Linked DNA regions of Mus musculus: all the other regions are linked to region 1. Evidence: chromatin contacts called from public HiChIP or PLAC-seq and promoter capture Hi-C data. All regions are on one chromosome and are shown on one strand. The core of a region is the stretch at or near the end of the contact, and the rest is flanking DNA. Distances in the headings are between cores, read along the strand shown. Region 1 overlaps Ipo9 (importin 9). Region 2 overlaps Tnnt2 (troponin T2, cardiac). Region 3 overlaps Lgr6 (leucine-rich repeat-containing G protein-coupled receptor 6). Region 4 overlaps Gm32835 (a long non-coding RNA gene). Region 5 has its middle 18 kb from the start of Gm32835.

What was found. HiChIP or PLAC-seq counts read pairs in DNA pulled down with a chosen protein or histone mark. Capture Hi-C pulls out chosen DNA fragments and counts their contacts.
Region 2: a FOXA1 HiChIP or PLAC-seq map of pancreatic cancer cells shows a contact between it and region 1. The contact joins two enhancer-like sites. A contact is called at or near these places in 1 of 115 datasets of contacts at active chromatin or transcription factors (pancreatic cancer cells) and 1 of 9 other capture datasets (adipose tissue).
Region 3: a FOXA1 HiChIP or PLAC-seq map of pancreatic cancer cells shows a contact between it and region 1. The contact joins two enhancer-like sites. A contact is called at or near these places in 1 of 115 datasets of contacts at active chromatin or transcription factors (pancreatic cancer cells) and 3 of 9 other capture datasets (adipose tissue, liver and pancreatic islet).
Region 4: an H3K4me3 HiChIP or PLAC-seq map of bone marrow-derived macrophages shows a contact between it and region 1, with 2.8 times the contacts expected there. The contact joins two enhancer-like sites. A contact is called at or near these places in 1 of 39 promoter capture datasets (embryonic stem cells), 3 of 15 datasets of contacts at CTCF or cohesin (the NIH/3T3 cell line, embryonic stem cells and pro-B cells), 19 of 484 Hi-C or Micro-C datasets (the Ba/F3 cell line, the G1E-ER4 cell line, the HL-1 cell line and 8 more), 23 of 115 datasets of contacts at active chromatin or transcription factors (the HPC-7 cell line, the NIH/3T3 cell line, acute myeloid leukemia and 13 more) and 4 of 9 other capture datasets (adipose tissue, bone marrow-derived macrophages, embryonic stem cells and 1 more).
Region 5: a promoter capture Hi-C map of adipose tissue shows a contact between it and region 1. The contact joins two enhancer-like sites. A contact is called at or near these places in 2 of 15 datasets of contacts at CTCF or cohesin (embryonic stem cells and pro-B cells), 13 of 484 Hi-C or Micro-C datasets (the AML12 cell line, the Ba/F3 cell line, the G1E-ER4 cell line and 6 more), 8 of 115 datasets of contacts at active chromatin or transcription factors (the HPC-7 cell line, embryonic basal ganglia, embryonic stem cells and 2 more) and 4 of 9 other capture datasets (adipose tissue, bone marrow-derived macrophages, embryonic stem cells and 1 more).

Annotation. Positions count from the first base shown.
Region 1 is chr1:135,409,149-135,412,989 of GRCm38.p6, reverse strand. Ipo9 (importin 9) reads left to right here. Exons shown (of 24, transcript NM_153774.1): 5 at 3,509-3,597. Among named protein-coding and RNA genes, the nearest start is that of Ipo9, 19 kb to the left of the region's middle. Within about 2 kb of position 1,804, at least 79 of the 459 cell types and tissues checked have an H3K27ac peak or open chromatin away from gene starts, as enhancers often do. A contact at or near this core is called in the HL-1 cell line, the HPC-7 cell line, the NIH/3T3 cell line and 3 more, where this site is marked.
Region 2 is chr1:135,842,851-135,846,691 of GRCm38.p6, reverse strand. Tnnt2 (troponin T2, cardiac) reads right to left here. Exons shown (of 15, transcript NM_001130181.2): 4 at 1,048-1,137; 5 at 759-794. Among named protein-coding and RNA genes, the nearest start is that of Tnnt2, 8.4 kb to the right of the region's middle. Within about 2 kb of position 2,026, at least 33 of the 459 cell types and tissues checked have an H3K27ac peak or open chromatin away from gene starts, as enhancers often do. A contact at or near this core is called in pancreatic cancer cells, where this site is marked.
Region 3 is chr1:135,019,071-135,022,911 of GRCm38.p6, reverse strand. It overlaps Lgr6 (leucine-rich repeat-containing G protein-coupled receptor 6), which reads left to right. Exons shown (of 18, transcript NM_001033409.3): 6 at 1,066-1,137. Among named protein-coding and RNA genes, the nearest start is that of Ube2t, 58 kb to the right of the region's middle. Within about 2 kb of position 1,646, at least 79 of the 459 cell types and tissues checked have an H3K27ac peak or open chromatin away from gene starts, as enhancers often do. A contact at or near this core is called in adipose tissue and pancreatic cancer cells, where this site is marked.
Region 4 is chr1:135,689,124-135,692,964 of GRCm38.p6, reverse strand. It overlaps Gm32835 (a long non-coding RNA gene), which reads right to left. Exons shown (of 2, transcript XR_387422.3): 1 at 3,095-3,841; 2 at 1,018-1,530. Among named protein-coding and RNA genes, the nearest start is that of Gm32835, 2.9 kb to the right of the region's middle. Within about 2 kb of position 1,709, at least 65 of the 459 cell types and tissues checked have an H3K27ac peak or open chromatin away from gene starts, as enhancers often do. A contact at or near this core is called in the HL-1 cell line, the HPC-7 cell line, the NIH/3T3 cell line and 3 more, where this site is marked.
Region 5 is chr1:135,668,510-135,672,350 of GRCm38.p6, reverse strand. It overlaps a transcript of Nav1 not described here. Among named protein-coding and RNA genes, the nearest start is that of Gm32835, 18 kb to the left of the region's middle. Within about 2 kb of position 1,755, at least 151 of the 459 cell types and tissues checked have an H3K27ac peak or open chromatin away from gene starts, as enhancers often do. A contact at or near this core is called in adipose tissue and bone marrow-derived macrophages, where this site is marked.

The DNA.
Region 1 (3,841 bases), core at 555-3,054:
TACATATCTGGTATTTTTTTCTTTGCTTGGTTTATTTTTTGTCAATTATATTTTTCAGATGACATATTTGAAATGGTCAAATGGGACTTGAATGTGTAGTTCAGAAAATAATTCCTTAGACCAGGAGTAGCTCTGAGGACCTGGTGTACAGTCTGTCTTATTCCCCGAATTCCATATTAGCTGTGAAAGCAACCACAGCTGCTTGATATCAGCACTAAGCAATTGTCAAGAACTGTTGGAGGACAAATAACCAGGTTTAAATAGTGTAGAGTAGACTCAAAATTTTTTGTTTGTAAGATAGAAATAGGGAGGATTTAGGATTTGTAAGAGGGAGGAGTTAGCATAGATCACCTTGGAGAAGAAAAACATTGAGGTTAGTAAAATGTAGCCAGAAGGGGAAAGTTGAGACCCCTTTGGGGTCTGCAGATTTTAGAGATTGTTAAAGCTGATGGGAAGTTTTCATTAAGTAGAAAGAGTAAGGGATGAGACTAAGAAGAACAGTATAGGAAGAAGAGGGGAGGTTATGGGGCTGGAGAGACAGCTCAGTGGTTAAGAGCACTGGCTGCTCTCCAGGGGACCTGGGTTTAATTCCCAGGGCTCCTAACCATCCGTAAGCCCAATCCCAGGGGTATACCTCCCTTTCCTGGTCCCTCCGCAGGCACTCGGTGCACAGACATACATGCAGACAAAAGCCCCCTCCCTCCCCTCAGAAGGAGGCTAGTGCATGCAGTTAAGCATGCATGCTGCTTTTGCAGATGACCTGAGTTGTATTCTGTGTAGCCACATCAAGCAGCTCATGGCTGCCTTTATTTAACTCTAGCTTCAGGGGATCCAGTGCCTCTGGCCTCTGAGGATCTACGCTCACACACACATTTGTAATTAAAAAATAAGATAGATATATGTATGTATATTTTAAAGACTGGTTATGGGGTAAATTGTTAGCTCAGCTGCACTTAGTTACAAATTAGTTCTCAATTCTTCTGGCTCTAGCAGGTTCTGCATGGTGTTGTGTGATAGAGGAGGAGATGGGAGCCTTTGATCTCTGAAACCTCTATGTTCCTGGGGCTCTGGCATATGAAAGGAGGGGAGGTTGAAAGTCCTTTTCTGCCGGGCATGGTGGCAGGCATGGGGGTGCATGCTTTTAATCTCAGCGCTCAAGAGAGAGGCAGATAGATCTCTACTTCGAGGCCAGCCTAGTCTACAAAGTGAGTTCCAGAATAGCCAAGGCTACACAAACAAACAAGAAAGTCCTTTCCTGATATAATTCCCTGGCTCCTGCACACTGAGTGGCATGTCGAGTTCCTACGCTCAGGTGTGTGAGGAGCAGCACTCGAGGTCTAGCCGTTGAATCTGTTTACTTGGCATCTATGCTGCATTTTACATGCCCACTCAGCATTAATAGCAGGTTACCAATTCTATGTCAAAGTCAGACCTTTCATTTGTCCTATTCTTACCCCCAGATACCCTTTTAGAGTTCCGACTGTGTACCTACTGGTGAGCTTTTAGCTCAGAAACATCAGAAAGGCCAAGGTGTTCCTTGATTGGCCTTTCACCTCCCTGCTTCTGTATGAGTGAGGTGACTGCTCTGTGGAATTGAACTTCTAAGAGCCTTTGCTTAGCTCTCCTAGTGCCAGGGTATCCAGCAAAGGGCAATTGTTTTAGCCAAGGAGAGGAAATCCTAGTTTTCCTGTACGGAGTTAGCTTCTTTCTGACAGACCTGGAGAGAAAGGATGGCTGTATAGTTACTCTGATTGGAAAGCAGAAGAGGCTTTGTACTTGACTAAGGAAATGACTATACAGTGAGGTCACTTTCTCCCAGCCAGGAGAAGGAACTGGTGAAGAAATGTGTATCCTTTGTAATGAGTCAGCAGGCATGAAGTGGACGGCAGCCAGCCTCCATTCACAAATAGCTACTCCAGTTGATTTCAACTTCACACCACAGGAACTGGAACATCCATGAGGACAGAAAAGTATTGGTGTGTGAGAAATGTGGGACCAGTTCTCTTTAGGGTTTTCCTTTTTTTATTTTGAGATGGAGGTCACTCTGTGTTGCCCAGGCTAACTTTTAACTCCTGGCTCCGGTAGTCCCACCTCACCTTCCAGAATAGCTTAGGAAAATAGGCATGTCCAGCTGTGCCCAGTGTCTTTGAGACTTTTTGGAGGAAGATACTGTTCTTGACTTCTGAGTTATTTTACTATTTATAAAAGAGAACTTGGTCTCAAGATATAAAGGGACTATATGCTAAGAATTTAAATATTTGATCTAATAGATAAATCTTTTACTTCTATCTTATAGTTTTGTAAATTTAGTTGTTAATACCCCAGACTTTTTGACTTGATAATAATGACCTCAGAAAACTTACTTTGAATTTAAACCTACAAAGTATGAACAAATTGAGACTACTCACAATGATTATAGAAAAGTTAAACTGTACAGTTAGTCACTTCAGTACTAAGACTCCTTTCTTTGTAGTGGTGGTGATGGTGGCGATGACACTGGGGATCGGACCAGACCCTTGAACGTGCTAAGCTGCACCCAAGCTCTATGCTATATTTATTCATAAATGCAGGCTATGCTTGATCCTAGGCCCAGAGGTGGTAATATGCTATCTAATGTATTTATTTGGGCTGACTTCAGTCTAAATGGAATTTGACATTTTATTAAGATATTAATTTTATTAAGACAAAGCTTGGAATTTATCTTTCAGAAGGAAGCCACATTCCTAAAGAACAGCTGGTCTCCAGTATTTGATCTGTATTTGACCTGTGGGGATTGATACAGGGTCTTTATGCATAGCATTTTCTTATTTAATTTTTTTCCATACACAAGACGATATGACCTGTCTTTCCTCACCTCTTTCAAATCTGCACATGGGTTAAACACCTTCACTCAGGAATCCTAACCCCAGAATTACACATTGATAAATGGAGTCGATGCTTAATACATTTTCAGATGGGTGGGAGGGTTGGTAGTTGGTTGGTTGGTTGATTGGTTGGTTTTTCTCGAGACTAGGCTCTCACCATGTAGCCCTGGCTGTCCTGGAACTCGATCTGTAGACCAGGCTGGCCTCGGACTCAGAGATCTGCCTGCCTCTGCCTTCCAAGTGCTGGAATTAAAAAGGCATGCACCACTATGCCCCGTTTGTTTTGTTGTTTACATTGAAGTAACTTGTCAGGAGACAGAACTGACAGAAACCAGAATGGCACTTGTGCTCAAAGCTGTCATGGCACAAGCTCAGAAGGACCCCTGTTTGCCTTACTTGTATGCAGTTGTGTTGCAGATGGCTTTAATCTGTGTGCTTTTCTTTTTAATATCTTGTATCTTCTTTTGTGTTCCTATTCTCTCTCCCCTTCTGACGAATAATGCTTCTGGCTCCTTGTCCTTCTTCAGAGTGAGTTTGCTAGACCAGTGGCCATTCCTAGGTCCGACTGGGAACTGCTACCTAGATGGCTTGCAAGCTTTCACACTTCATCTTTATGAAGTATCTTTTACTTTTTGTCTTTGCAGAGTTTACTCGAGAAGTGACAGACACACAGATGCCACTTGTTGCTCCTGTCATTCTGCCAGAGATGTATAAGATATTCACCATGGCCGAGGTATGGAATCTCAGCCCAGTAGGTGCAGCAAAAGGACCTGCCTGGCTCTGGTCAGCGCCACCTCTCAGGTGTATGGTGATGGTTGTTGTCACTGGTGCCCATGCCAAAAACTGGAATTGACATTGAGCTAGATCAGAAATTGAATTGACCGTAGTCTTTGATCTCATGACTACAAGGGAAAGCACTTGATGAAGTAACTGAAATGTCTCAACACCACTCAGCTTTGTACCCTATCACCCTTGAG
Region 2 (3,841 bases), core at 777-3,276, 430 kb before region 1:
GAAAGCCTGAGTATTGCCACCTCCACCCTGAGCTGGGCACCTATGGGCCTCTGTCTCCCCATCTGCACAGGGAGTCTCTCCCAGGTCTAGTAGATCTGGACTTCCATAATCACCAACAAGCATGAAGGTGACCTGGAGGTGAGGTCGCAGAGAATGGCTGGCTGTGTTTATAGGCCCAGGACACTCGCCTGTTCTAGGCTAGGAAGATTGCTTCTCAGATTTTGTAGTAATGCACAGTCCTGTGGGAAGGTTGCAGGGGCCCTGAGCCTAGAACCCCTCTCAGGCCTGCCCAATGTTTTGTACCTTGGACTTCCTGTTGGCCACAGAGCCAAGGGAGTTAGTGGGCATAATTCCAAGGCCTGGTTGGCTATCCCCTGCCTTAGGTGTGACTGGAAACAACTGACAGAGGCTGCAGCCTAACAGGGACCATGATGCCACAGTATGGACCATGCATGTCTTGGAAGTCGTTCCTCCAAACATCAGTCCTCACTGGCATTGCCTGGGTACCAGGAGTGTCAGGTGTGACTGTTACTTCTGAGAGCAGGGGCTAGACACTGGGTCTCTCTCCTGTTGGACACTAAGGCTACTTCTCTGAGATGAAGACAAAGGTTTTGAGTCCCACCCTCCCAAGCCCAGCAAGTACCACCAAATTCTGGCTTCCAACCCTTTCCTGTACACCCTCTGGTTACACAGGAATCCCTGGACACAGTCTCACCCAAGGCTACTATGAGGAGTTCTCTTGTGCCAGCATCACTTACCTTCAGCATCTTTGGCTTCTTCATCAGGACCAACCTCTAAACAAAACATGATCAATCAACAGAGGTCCTGTTCCAACTCAGATTCCCCCAAGAGCATTCCCCATGGTCAGGCAGGATATTCTGCTGGTTTGTAGGGTCAACCACAAACGAAGCTCTGTATTGACAATCATCACCCAGAAAGCAGACTGCTGCATCCCCCGAGCCCAGACAGGGACACAAGCTAGCAAGCACCTGTTGGACGACTTAAGACACCACCCCTAGCCCCTCATCCCCTCACCCTGGGCTGTACCTTCTACGTTGGCCTCCTCTGTCTCAGCCTCACCCTCAGGCTCAGGTTCAGCCCCACCAGCCTCCTCCTCCTCCACTGCCTCCTCTTGCTCTGGAGAGGTAAAAAAGACACCATGACCAACTGACCCTCTCTCTTAACGTGCAGAAAGCACCCCCAGAACAGAGATCACATCGGGAGGGTAGAACAGAGCCAGTAACATCCAGGCTCACATGATATAGGAGCCACAGACCCAAATGACAGAGGAATGCTGTTTGGCTCCTGGTTCAAACTGGAGCACAAAGCCACGCCCAGCCCAGGACTACTTCTGCAAGCAAAGATTCCTATAACCTCACCCACTCATCTACACTCTCATCCATGCCTCAACCGCCCCCCAAGTAAGTCAGTGCCCCAGAGTTCCCTGTCTGCTCCTTTGCAGGTAAAGTGAAATCCAACAGAAGGGTCCCATCTGACTGGTAAGTACCCCTAAATTTGGCTCCCTGAGAGTTTGGAAATCTGAGCTGGGTCTTCCCTAGTGTAGAAACACATTATATACATAGATAAAATATAATGGTGTGGCGGTGGGAAACACCAGTGACAGGACATCAAGACTCACTGCTGGGGACTAGTTGGGGTGAAGTTCTGTCTAGCCTCTTTCTGTCCAGTTTAGCACTAGCTTCCCCCATGACCTTCCTGGGGACAGAAATCCATCGTCTTCCCCAACTGTTCACCCCAGAGGTGCTGGCACCACAGGACAGGTCCTGACTAAACTGAGGTGCTAGGGAAAGTCTGTTGTGAATCCAGTGTCTCTTCAAGTCCTTCTTCCAAACCCAACAGAGGTTGTGCGGGCGGATGAAAGGTCCAATAGTTAGAGAGATGTGCTACCCAGAAGGTTGCCAGCAGTTTCTATTTTCATCGTTTGCTTGACAGGATGTGGATGGACCCCGCCTCTCCCAACATTCTGAAGGGACAGACAGATTAGGGAGACAGGATGCCATCCAGACCATGACTCAGCTTGGCGGAAGTGCTTGTAACATTCAGTGATTGATAGACTGACAAGTGGTGGCCCCTTGGCAGAGGGAGAAGAAACACCTCAGGACAGAAAGAACCATCAGAGGAGAGAGGGCCTCCACCCCCACTGCCTCATCGTCTCTGCCCTCCTTTCTTAGGACTGGGTCCCCACTGAAGTCCTGGGGTGCCTCTTCTTTCAACCCTCCAGGAGGTTTGTCAGGTAGCATAAGAGTAGAGGAAGGTGGCCAGCTATGGGGTCCACCCTGAGGCCACCTCTTCTCCCATTCACCCTAAGTTTCATTTTCCTGTGCCACGTGCCATGGGCCCAGTGGTCATTTAGAAGCCCAAGGAACAGGTCACACTTAGGCCTCCCTGGACATCACTGTAGGAAAGCCAGTCCTAAAATTAAGCCCCATTCTGTCTCCCCTCGCCTCCTGTTACCCCCAAGAAGCAAGTCCACCTTCACCCCACCTCTCAGCAGAACACATCTGAAAGCTGACATCATGTCCTTTCTGCTCTGGCTATTTCTGGCCTTTTCTGTCCCCAGAGCCCAACCTTGCCTTAGGCAAAACAGGGAAGGTCCCCACATGAACACTGACATGAGCAGTGGAGCAGCTGGGGTTTGTTCCTATCACAGGAATCCTTCTGTGACCATATGTGGAGCAGGTGGGAAGACAGGATAGCCCAGATCCTTCCCACTTCCCTCCCAGAAGGAAAAGAGGGAATGGGGGAGGGGTCCTAGGGTCCTGGCCCTCTGAAGTTGTTGGTCTCCCTAGCCTAAGCCCAGAGCCCAGGAGGAGCAAGAAAGCAGGGACAGGCACAGGATAGGGAACGCTGTACTACCGTCCTCCTCTTCTTCACTCCAGTCTTCCTCTTCCGGGTGCAGGAGGTGGCGGTGGCGACAGCAAAGGGAGCAAGCAGAACAGGTTAGTGTGCGGTGCAAAGCCTGGCAGCAGCGCAGACCACAACCAGCTCAGAGTTAGGCCTGAACTCTGATTCACAAGTCAACATTCAAGCAATATGGCAGCCTCACTCCTCGTGACATGCCTGAGCCTCAAGGACCATTGCCTGCCAACCACTACTGAGGATGGAGCAGCTTAGCATGCCTAGCAACTGAAAGCATTGAGAGAGAAGCGCCCCAGCTACAGGCCCTGGCTTCTCGCTCACTGAAATGGTAGACCCCAGTAGCAGGGAGAATAGGAAAAGATTTGACTCCCCCTCCAAGTACCCCACATTCCTGCTCTGAATGAGTTTTTGGACTGTCCCACAGAACATCTACCAAATCCCAGAATCACGGGTAGGAAAGTCCCACTGGGGGCCATACTAAGGGAGCTGGCATGGGCTGTTGGAAGGCCTGGGCTCATAATCTGAGGAGCCTGACCACTTCCCCGTTGTTCGTGATGCAAATCTCTGGTTAAGGAATTGCTTAACAGCGGTGGGAAGACCCTTTCCCCTAGAAACAAGACTCTTAGGATTATCTGTCCTATCGGTTTCAGCCACTCATCTGGACCTTTCCCTTCTGAGCCAGAGGGGCTGCCTCAGGCCATTCAGGGCAAGCAAGGTAACTTGCAAAAGCTGTATGGGCTTCAATGAGATGTTCTTTAGCTCCCAGAAAGATCCAACTGTGTGTAGTAGTCAGGATGGAGGTTACAAATCTGGCTCAAGTCTGTTTGTTAAACCCTACCACCCAGAACCTCCTGCCATTTGCAGGAAAATCCTCCAAGGTAAAAGAACCCCCAGCAGGCAGGGTCCCTGCTACAGAGGAGGATACAGGCAGCTGAGCTCTTGATCCAAAATACATTTCTGA
Region 3 (3,841 bases), core at 397-2,896, 390 kb after region 1:
GCTTCACACACCTCTGGCTCCCTCCTCCATGACTAGTCTGAAGCTTTCCGTTTACCTTCTCTTTTGCCTGTTCCCTTTGGATGACAGAGTACAGAAGAAAACAAGAATATTTACGTGATTGGTCCTCACAAATTCGAGTGGGATTTTTTGGGGGTGGGGGTGGGGAATCAAATCTCAGAGTTTGTTTTCTCACTAGATCATTCTCTGAAACAAGGACTTTTGAAGACCCTCCCCCTAACTGTTTGCTTGGCCACAAGGTCTACAGCGTCTCTACACAAGGCTGGGTGCCTTGCCTGACTTTTGCTCCTTGTAAGAGACTTCAGGTGGAGTGGAGTTTGGTCTTGTTATTTTTGCTCAATTATGAGCAGGCAGAAGGCAATTTTGTTTTGCTTTCAGCGAACTGTTTTCCTTGGGAAGCTCTCCTAAAACTTCCCTCTGCACAGTCAGGTAACTCATGCACCTTCCTGTCACCCATCTGAGCCTGGAATCCCTTCCCTCCACTCAAGCGAGTTGCCTGTCAAGGCCCTGCTGAGGAGTGCCACCTCTGCTCTGAGAGGCCATGCTTGCTGCCTCAGCCTCACCAACCTCCCAGCTCTCTCAGCATGACCACAGCTCTCTCCAGTTGTAACAAAGTTTAGCCTTTAATTATATGTTGTCTGCAGTGGTTGACTGTTGGCTCCTCTAAGAACGTCTGGCCACTGAGTCAGGCTGGCTGAGTCCTAAGGAGTGGGGCCAGAGAAGAAGCCTCAGATGTGAGCCCCTATGACATCAGGTCTCTCTCCCAGTGCTTAGTCAGAACTCGCTGGAGCCTTGGCTGGGCTTTCCTCTTCCCAGAGCGGATCACTAGGAAGGCAATAAGGTATCCAGCCTGTGGTCGATCCTGCCTTGGCAATCGTGGCTTCAGAAATGGGTCTTGGCTGATTTGCTTGTCCCTGGAGAAAAGAGGTTGGACCACTGGGGTTTATCTGTTGGTGCTACACCCTTATTCTGCTGCTGTGTACACTGTCTGCCCTGGCTCCGAGGTTGTGCCACACACTCTGATGTGTCTCTCTCCTTCCCACGCAGGCATCTACATAACAACCGCATCCAGCATGTGGGGACCCACAGCTTCGAGGGGCTGCACAATCTGGAGACACTGTGAGTGGGAGAGCCTGTTTAAGTCCTAGTCTGCTGGGTGAGGACATCTTGACTAGAGTCGGGGTGTGGGCTTAGGAAGGGCCAGCAGGGTATGATCCGGTCCTGGTCACCTGTGTGCCCATTCTGGGACTCTTCTCTAAGATGTCACTCAGCAAGAATTCCTTCTCCCTTTAGGTGGGTACAAGGTAGTTCAGGGTAGGTAGCCCAGGAAGTAGGAGGGCAGGGTCCCTGCTAGCAGAGACATCAAATAATGCGTAGAAGGAAACAGTTAACAAGGCAGAGGGACTGGGGCATGAAGCTTGGAGACTGGAAGATTTCGGGGTGGGCTGGGGCTGACCTGATGGCAGTTTTGATGTCTGCTTAAGGGTGGCTGCTGACAGAAGGGAGAGGAATACCATGGAATAATGTCAGGAGTGTTTGCCAGCTGATCTAACTAGCTAAATGATTAATGGGGAAGTGGCCCGCTCAGCACCACAGCCTGCCTATAAAAAGCGCCCGAGCTGTTGACTCTTAAAAAGCCATATTATTCACACATCATCATCCAGGAATTCAGCTAAGGTCAGAATGCACCCAAGCCCTCCCATCACTTCCTCTGGAGGCCTGCCAGCCCCTGCAGAGTGGGCCGAGTGGGGCCCCACTGGGCAAACAATCAGCCAGGCTCTGCAAGAGTGACTGGTCATGCCAGCTGGGGTCTTTAGCTCCCCTGAGGGAACTGGCTACCACAGCCACCTGGTGCTGGATATGGAGTTGGGGGCTCTGGGAGAGAAGGGCCCCAGATCACCACAAGTGTAAGCCGGCAAGGGTGGGGAAAGGTTCATGAGAGATCAGGAGTTTATCACAACTTTTGAATCTCCTTCTCCAGTTATAAACAAGCCCCCATTTTCTAGCCCCCCCCCCCGACTGCTCTTAAGTTGATGGAGTCTTAGGAATCCAGTGCAGCAGAAGCTAAGATTCTGGAAGTCAGGCTGTGATGGGGGAAGCAACATGTTGGGAAAAACCACTCTGTAACGTCTACCCCAAGATGCCTTGGCTCCAGAATCTGTGGTTGTATGGGGAAACCGATGAGAGACTCATACCTAGGTCAGTCATATATTATTTCCTGTGGGTATGATTCCTAAGAACATGGCTGCTCTCTTGTGCTTAGTACATAGCAGGAGGAACAGCAGCGCTGGGTTCAACTCTCCTGGAATCCAGACCCTTTGACCAACTGTATATGAAGGAGCACTGTGTCAGGGCAGCATGCCCCAGCCTGGATGCAGGAACATTCCCATCTGTTCCCACTACTGTGCAAGGCTTAGACTATCTGCTCCTCCTCCATAGCTGTGACTGATGACTACACAGTTAGAACAGGCCAGTCTAGTCCTCTAAATCTCCATAAGAGAAAGTTCCTTTCCAGGAAGGCTGCGTAGTTCCTCTCAGAGTGATCCTTCTCCCAGGGTGACCTCCCAACTGTGCCCAGAGCAGATCAGAGTGTTAATGAGACAATGGGAGTCCTTAGGAGAGACCCTGGTTGTCCTACCCCCCTGGCCCAATGTATACTGAGTGGACCTACTGTGTGCTGATTCTGGAGCCTCCCTAGAGAAGCCCAACTCCTGGGTGGTGCTGAGATTGGATTGCAATTAACAGTGGGCCGGCGGGAGAGAGCACCTCCACCCTGGAATGTGGGGCTGTTTAGCTTTGCTGGGAAGTCAGGTGAGGATTGGGGCACAGATATGGAGTGAGTTGGCACCTCAAAAAAGCCAACAAGTAGCTGTTTCTTCACTTTTGGGGCACACTGCCTAACTCTTTCTCAATTAGCCACTGTCTTGCTGTGCAGGGCATTTGGCTCAGCGGCTGCTGGCTGAATTATAGAGCAGTCCTGCCGCTGCTAAGCACCCACTGTCTCTTTCATCTATCTTGGCCTCAACACACAAGGCCCCTGGGCTATGCCCACCTTGCAGATGGAAAAGCCAAGACCAAGAAACATGGAAAAGTCCTCCAACCTTTACAGTGTGGAGGCAGAAAAGCCCAGTGGTTATTCCCTTGGCACCAAGCAGCCCGGAGCCCTTACTGCCGGTTCTCCCAGCTGTCTGAGCTCAGCCGTTTGCCTTTCAAAGAGTCTTAATTTTCTAACCTATAACATAATGTCACAGGGTTGTATAAAGTTGTTACAGAGTCTGGCAGATATATAGGACCCTCCCCTCCTCCCTGTTTTCTTCCTCAGCCCTCTGTATGAGGCTTCATCTCCATGACACCCCATTTCCTCCCCACCCTCGAAGAGCAAGCCCTTCTTCCAACTTTTGATCTCCAATTAAAGCGGGGGTGGGGGGGAGTGTGTTCTTTCTCTTCTGTTCCCCAGAGCGTTTTCTTGGGGAGCCTGCAGGGGAAGGCAGATGTGGAGGAGGAGGAGCGGCTGCGAGAATGAAAGGGGGAAGAAATGATAGGCAAGTCTTTTAATTGTTGCATAATTGGCGTACTCGGCAGCCTTGGCTATTACTTGGGAGCTTTCATGTGTACTTCTTGCTGGAAGGGTACTTCTCCCTCGGGCCCTGTAAATCTCTGCCACTTAGACCTCTCTCATCTCTGGCAGCAGAGGGAAGATCAAACCCCCACAGCCCAGGCTGTGGTTTGGCTCACGCTGTGGTTTGGCTTCTCTGCAGCCTGCTCTTCAGAGCGAGAGCAGCCCCCAGCTTTGCCACCTGGGAGGAGGGGCCAGGTGCGGGCA
Region 4 (3,841 bases), core at 460-2,959, 280 kb before region 1:
TTCTGGTTTGTCAGAAGACAGCTACAGTGTACTTACATATAATAACAAATCTTTGGGCTGGAGCAAGCAGGGACTGCATGTCTATACACCACTCTGTACTTAGTGCCTACAGAGGCTAGAGGAAGGTGCCAGATGCCTGAAACTGAGTTAGAGGCTTTTGTGAGCTTCCGTGTGGGTGCTGGGAATCAAATCTGTACCCTTCAGAAAAGCAGCCAATTCTCTTAACTGCTGAGCCACCTCTGCAGCATCCCACCCTTTTTTTAAAAATATACATTTATTTATTTATTATCTGTAAGTACACTGTAGCTGTCTTCAGACAAACCAGAAGAGGGCATCAGATCTCATTACTGATAGTTGTGAGCCACCATGTGGGTGCTGGGATTTGAACTCAGGACCTCCAAAAGAGCAGTTGGTGCTCTTAACCGCTGAGCCATCTTTCCAGCCCCCCAGCTCCCCATCCTGATCCTGCCTTTTAAAAAGAAACTTCAGAAGCCAAGCAGTGGTAGCACACGCCTTTAATCCCAACACTTGGAATGCAGAGGCAGGCGGGTTTCTGAGTTCAAGGCCAGCCTGATCTACAGAGTGAGTTCCTGGACAGCCAGGGCTACACAGAGAAACCCTGTCTTGAAAAACAAAAAACAAAAATAACAACAAAAAAGTTTTTTTTTTGTTTTTTTTTTTTAAAGAAACGTTAGGGTGTGGGGGAGGGGCAGTGGAGGGGCACAGGGGATGACTCCGCCAGCAAAGGGACCTGAGGCCAATCTCCTGAATCAAATATGAGGGCATGTGATCCCAGGGCTGGGGAGGCAGAGACAGGCGGAGCCTCGGGACTCTGGCCAGACAATATGGCCCCATTGATGATCTCCAGCCCAGTGAGAGATCCTGTCTGGAAGGAAGTGGACAGCATTCCTGAGAATGATGCCTAGGGCTGTTCTCTTGCACTCATGCCTCCTACACACACTGAACACACACACACTTGCACATACAAACACATTTTTAAAAAAATGAAACCAAGACTTTTTGATAAAAGGCAAAAAAACCCGACTGATGTTTATTATATAGGCTTGTTATGATATGGCTTGGTATAGATTGAGTGCTTAAAGCAGCTATAGACACCCAGCAAGTGCATATAGGTGGCCAGACTCTTATTACCTCCAAGACTGCAAAGCCTGCCAGAGCCAGGCATCTTAAAGGGGCCCAGTTTCTCTCCACCAGCCTCACTCCTGCTTTCCCAGCCCTTAAAGGAACACTCCTCTTCAAAGGCCATCTTTGGAAAAACACTGGCTCTCCGCACATCGTACTTCCTGGTAAGAGGGAGCAGCTCATCTTCCCGATAAGGCAGTGACTCGCTGGCTCGTGTAAAACGTTCATCGCTCTGCCAGCTTTCCCCACAGACTCTTCCTCCCGGGCCCTCGTTCACTCCAGCAATCAGCGTTAAAAGCAGGACCCAGGGCCAGCAGCATGAGGTCAGAGTGGCCAAGGACAGGGCAGGGGCAAAGCATTCTGGCTGGAGCAGAAGCCCCTTGCTGGCTGATGAACCAAGTAGAGAGGACAGGGTTATGCCTGGACAGACTTCTATTTCTCAAAAAATATACTGTGCAGCACTGAGGCCAGAAACAGTGAAGTGAGGGGTTGGGAGGGTTGGGGGGACCCAGTGCAGGGCCCGGGAGCTGAGCATGACCTGGTGTGGGTGGGGCAGGGCTGGGTATGACTGGGTACTTTCTGTGTGATTACTGTGCTTCTGCTTATGTTTGAGTGGCACTGTCTAAGCCACACCCTCTTCTATGATCTCACTGATACCACAGCCTTGGTAGTGTGTCCTGGGTGGGATACCCACTTTCACTGACGAGCAAACTGAGGTGCTGTATTTCTGTAAGTGGCACCAGCCGGGCATGGAGGGAATCATGTCCTCTGCAGCCAGGCGCAGTGTTTTTCCACTGGCTTTGGAGGAGGAAGTCAGAAGGTCCCTGGACTCCACCTCAAGAGCACTAACAATGTTTCTTGCTGAGGAAAATGAAGCCACATACTGTCTTCATATCCCTGCCCAGTTCCCTGCAAACGGCTCTACGAACCCTGAAAGAGGCAAGGAGGTCAAGACTGCCCTGTTATAGGCCACAGGGAGTGCATTCTATTCAAATGTCCAAAGTCCCACATCAGGTGACCCCAGTGGCAGGACAATTGAACACTGGCCTACAGAGCTCAGCATAGGAAGAAAAGATCTACCCCACCCTACAAAGCAATCAGGCTGTGGCAGAAAAAAATTTTTTTTTCCTATGCTTTCTGGGGCTTCCAGTGCTCTCATCTCAGGCCAGGTCTGAGACTCAATGGGCTGGGCACAAACTTCTTGGGCTGATTTTGAAAACCCTGTTTGTCACACTGACATTAATCCTCTTGATAACAAACTGCCCTGAGGCAGAGCTGGTGCACAGCAGCAGAGGACAGAGAAGGGACCTGCCTTAGTGGGGTCAGCAGTCCTGCAAGCCACCTTCTCCATTATGGAGATTATGGTGGCCATGAGTAGGTCTCCACCCTTCATCAACCAATCTGCTCCCTCCCCACCCCCCACCCCCAGCCTCCTTCTGGCTCGTTCCATCTGACCCCATCTGCAGCCCTGGTCTTTACCTCTCATTGATTTTCATATTTAAGGGAAATCCATTTGTTTGATTCAGAACAACTGAATCATCACTGTGTTCAGACAAAAACCACTCACAAGGTAGGCACTTGGCAGAGGCCACTTATGGGTAGGACCCTGCCTCTTCTCCAAAGAGAACTCTGCCCATACTGGCTCCTGCCTGTTTCTCTCTGACGCTCTCACCTATGGCCTTCACACACTCTGCCTGTCACCCCAACAAGACTGGGTCCTTTATTTCTCTTTCACACCCATGGACACCCTCCTGTGTTTACCCACGAACTTAAGTTCACTGTTGGAGATGTGTGCTTGAGGCAGGCATTCAGAATAGAGTGGTGTTGGGGGAGGGGGTCACAGGAGAGAAATGTTGATCTAAATATAAGACTCAAATCTCACAAAAGTATCATGTTGGCCTTCCTTTTCACTCTGGGAAGTACCCAAGGGGTGATGTCATGTTGGCATTACCAGTGTGGCTGCAAGGGTCCCACGCATGTCCATTTTCTCTGTGGCAGTGGGCAGTTCAGTTTCTGGTGTTTTTTTGCACGACTTCCACAGTTTTTTGTCCTTGGGACTTCAGGGCCAAGAAACCTAGGCAGCCCTATTTGGTGAGCACCGGGGAAAGACAGTCTGTGTAACCCAAGTTGGCTTCAAACTCACGATCCCTTTGCCTTAGCCTCCTGAGTGCTGAGATTACAGGTGTGTGTCACCCATATGCAATGATGTCTTCTTAAGACAAGGCGACCCTATGCAGGCTGTGGGGACTCTGAAAAGTAAGAGGATTCCAACCGGTGCGTGTTAAGTTAAATGCAGTCTCTTAAAACTGTTTATTGAGGACGTACTATAGCCAGGCACAAGCATGTCACCTCCGTTACCTCCTTTAATCCTTTCGGCAACGTTACAGGACAAGTCCTACCATTGTAGAAAACTGAGGTAGCCAAGAAGTAAAAGAACTCCTTAGATCCAGTGGCAGCAGACTTGGAGTGTGTGCCCACACCTTTAGAGCAAGGGGCTCATCGCAGGCACTAATCTGCAGCCTTCTCATCCCTCCATAGGACAATGTGCATTCTCGGACAAATATTATAATTAAAGCCATTTCCCTGACTATCTGGGAAGGCCCCTGTCTACTGTCCACTTTCCCTTATCCTATGACTCCGAGGGACTAGGTGGACAAGGGTTCTAATCCAGACTGGGGCATTGGCATTTTGCTTTCTT
Region 5 (3,841 bases), core at 506-3,005, 260 kb before region 1:
CTATAGTCCCCGTCCTAGTGTCCATGTGCCCAAACACAGAGGCAACCCTGGGAGATGGTTAAGGCTTGCTTTTAGGTTGTCTGCCCTCCATGGGGAGCCCACACTGACTGCATCTTCTCCCCGAGCACCGTCCTCTGCTGGCGGTGACTTGCCAGCAGATATCTCTTCATCGTCCCAGTTTCTACATGAGTTCACCGTGGCCCACTTGCTCACACCCCTTACACTGGGAAGAACAGGCCATTGCCCAGGAAACCGCTGGCTGCAATCCAGTCCCTTTACTGTAATCATGTTGAGAAAAAAGGCAGGCATGACTTTGCTTCGGCAGGAATTAAAAGATGAAGGGAAGAAGGAAGGGGACACCAAGGTCATTTCTATGGCTCTTGTAAAAAGACAGAGGATGCCTCGGAAGCTGAAGAAGAGATGCTGTCTCTGTGCTGTGCTGTGTGGCACCTGAGATGTGGTCGCTGTGTTGTGCTGTGCTATATATGGTATCCAAAATGCTGTCTCTGTGCTATGCCGTGTGGCTCCTGAGATACCGTCTTTGTGCTGTGCTGTGGTGGCAATGGAGCCTTATGTGAGGCATTCAAAGGGGCAGAAAGGAGGCAACCTAGGGTTCCAAAAAAAAGCAGATGAAAAACAAAGCAAACAGCACCAGTAAAGAGGTCTGGATGGATGGCTCAATGGTTAGGAGTTCCTGCTACTCCTCCCAAAGTTCTTGTTTGCCTCCCAGCACCCACCTTAGGTGGCTCACAACTGCCTGTAACTCCAGCTCTAGGGGATCCAGCGCCCTCTTCTGGCCATGCACAGGGCTTACACTCATATATCATATGCATACACATACATAAAAATAAAATATAATAATAACAACATAAAGCCAGTATCAGAGTAAGGGGGAAATAGAATTGTGTTTCTATGCTTCTGATACTTCCTAGGTGTGTGTTTTTGTGTCTGACTTTGTTTGTGACTTAGAATATACCATGTGCCATGTGCCTGTTCCTGTCTCTGAACCTTCATCTGTAACAGGGAGCTAACTCTAACCTAGCTCACCGGACAGCCTAGCTTATGGGGACATCTGTATAACAGAGTCTGTGTAATAACACACTTAGCTTAGCACCTGGCTTGCAGAAACCAGAGATTATTGACAAATAGTCGCTCACGGACAAGACACTTGACCTTCTGAGACCCGACCCTCCACTCTGTAAACTGGGGTTTGACTCTGGTTCCCTTTGGGCCTGCTGAGAGACTGTGGCTGCAGATGTTGTGGCATAAGATGGGTTCTCAGTGAATGAGTGCTTCCTTAGGGAATGCTTGAAGTTCCCCTTTGGGGTGACCAGAAGCAGATCCCTGTCCCCTGAGAAGCCCACACTGTGGCTTTCAAGTCTCTGCATGGGATGGAGGCTTAGGATTTTCCTCTGGCAGGGGTAGCATCTCAGACAGGAGAGGCTGAAAGAGTTTTGAGAGACATGAGAGTATGCTGTAGCCGGATGAAGGCTTTCACAGAAGGTGTGGCCAGAGTGCAGAAGCACTGGCCTCCTCTCTCCTCCAAGGGTTTGGTTTAGAAGTTGTCAAGGACCACAAGCTGTTCTTCCACTTCCTTTTGAGCAGGGCCTAAGTCATCTGGCGCCGACTGTATCATAGAGGCCTTGGGAAGAGATGGTGCAAAAGGAGATAGGAAATCTGGTTCACCCTTTGTCTGCGTGTCTGTGCATCGTTCTGTGGCTACCACTAGAGGGCGCAGTTGCCCAGCACAACCCACAGGATTCCCACGCCCTCCTCTGCAGCAGCCAGCTGGCCCCTGCGTCATTTGGGCTGGGAAAAGCAGCGAGGCTTACCCACTCAACTCTACACTAGATGAAAGACGGGGGTGGGTGAGAGCCTCGGGTGGGGCAGCCCTGCACTGTATGGGAAAACTAGGCGAGCAGAGGACTTTAACGGCCTAGAGAGCAGAGCTGGGTCTGTTACCCTCAATGGTGTTTAAGACTTTGATTCTTGGCATAGGCTCTATCTATAGAACTACCCCTGTCCCACAAAAACAAACAAACAAACAAACAACCTCAGTTTTTCTCTTTATTCTCCTGGACTATCAAGTATGTTGGGTGATTTCAAACAGACTTAGATGGTGTTGGTTGGCAAAAACAAACCGTCAATGTTGTCTAGTCTGGCTGTCTCTGGAGTCTTCTTTTCTTGCGGTTACTGGGACCCGCAGCCAGAGCCAGCTTTCCCTCCCCTATCAGCACAACCCTCCTGTGTGGCTCTGCTAACTTGCCCACTGTAGATGGATATAACCCGCCCCAAACTACCATTTGCCTTAGCCTTGGGCTTCCTTGGCTGATGACCAACAGAACTCGTGCATCTGCAGTAACTGGAGGAAGTACAGGAGGAACTGGGATAAGCCTAGGACCCTGGTTCCCTGCCAGAGCCCTTGGCCGTAGCGTGCCTGGAGAGGCAATGATTTAGTGAGACCCTGTCACCTAGCTCTTCAAGTCTCAAGCTGCTGATGCCATAGGAGGATGCCGCTGTGTCTATAAACCCATCTCTGGGGCTGTGTAGCTGCCTTTCTCTTTCCCTCTCTGCAGACCCTCTCTTTGGGAGTGGAGGTACTGCTAAGCACTCACCGTGGTCTTCATATGGTCCACTGGGGTCTTTGGCTCTATGCCATAAGCTGGGTCTCCCAGGGCTCTGAACAGTGATGGACAGACCAAGTTGCTTCCTATCCTCGGAGCCCCAGAGTAGGCAGTGGGCTGGGGGCAGGGGAGGCGGGGCAAATGAATCCAGCATTCCATAGGCTTCCAAATTGTGTGCCTCTGTACTTGCTCTTTCCAAGAATCCTACACAACTACCTAGAGTCTGGTCTGGGGCCAAGCTGGAGTCCTTTCATCCCGAGCCTTCTCCCCCAGAGACCACCGAACTGCAAAGCCTGGACCACAGCTTGCCTCTGCACCGTGAGGGCTCCTCTAGCAGAAAGACGAGAGTCCTTCTGAGAGCCTCCTCCTGACTTTACCCAGACAGGGTTAGCAGACCATCTGGTTCCAGTGTAATATGGTCAGGGAGGCCGTCCTAGATGCAGCGATATTTAATATTAGAGGATATGAACAGGAAGATGAGCTGGTTCCTAGTCAGGATGATAACACAGGAAGAGATGAATCTGCTGCAGTCATACACGGGGCCACCCAGAGGCAGGGTGTGGTCCCATCTGACTTTGCATCCAGGGTCTGCTGCTTACTGGCCGTGACTGTGAACGAGACCTTCCAGTGCTTGCTAAGACTGGATGTGTCTGACACTGGCATTAGAGTGGGCATTATATACGAACTGACTTATTTCTCTTTCTTCTGTTTTCATTTTTGGGCTTTTCTTCTGGGTCCTTTATTTCTAGACTCCGGAAGCTCCCCAGGGAAAGAGATGGTCCTCCCTACCCACCTCAGGCAAAGCCCTGCCTCTTCAACAGTGGGTTGACTTAAGGTCTAGGGCGGTGTCCCTGGCTTGTCTCAGGATCTCCATATCTTGATGCCCAGATTGGGAGTTCTCTGCAGCTAGGGGCTGTGCTTCCCCTATCAGCCTCTTATGTCTTAGTCAGTAAGTACAGCTCGGGCATAAGATGTTCAATGTGGAAAAAAAGGGTCCGCACTGAGTATAACCAATGAAATCTGAGACTCATCGAGCAGCCCCTTGCTTATGAAGGTACCTGGTAGCTCTCAAGGTGTTTTGCTAAGTGTGTTCCAGAACTTGGGTCCTTGTAGACAGAGGGTGTTTCTCAAGTGCAGACATCTGGAGGGCAGATGTGGAGTGGGCTGGGGAGGAGTGAAGTCCTGGAAGACTTGGGATTCCAGGCCCCGTGACTCAC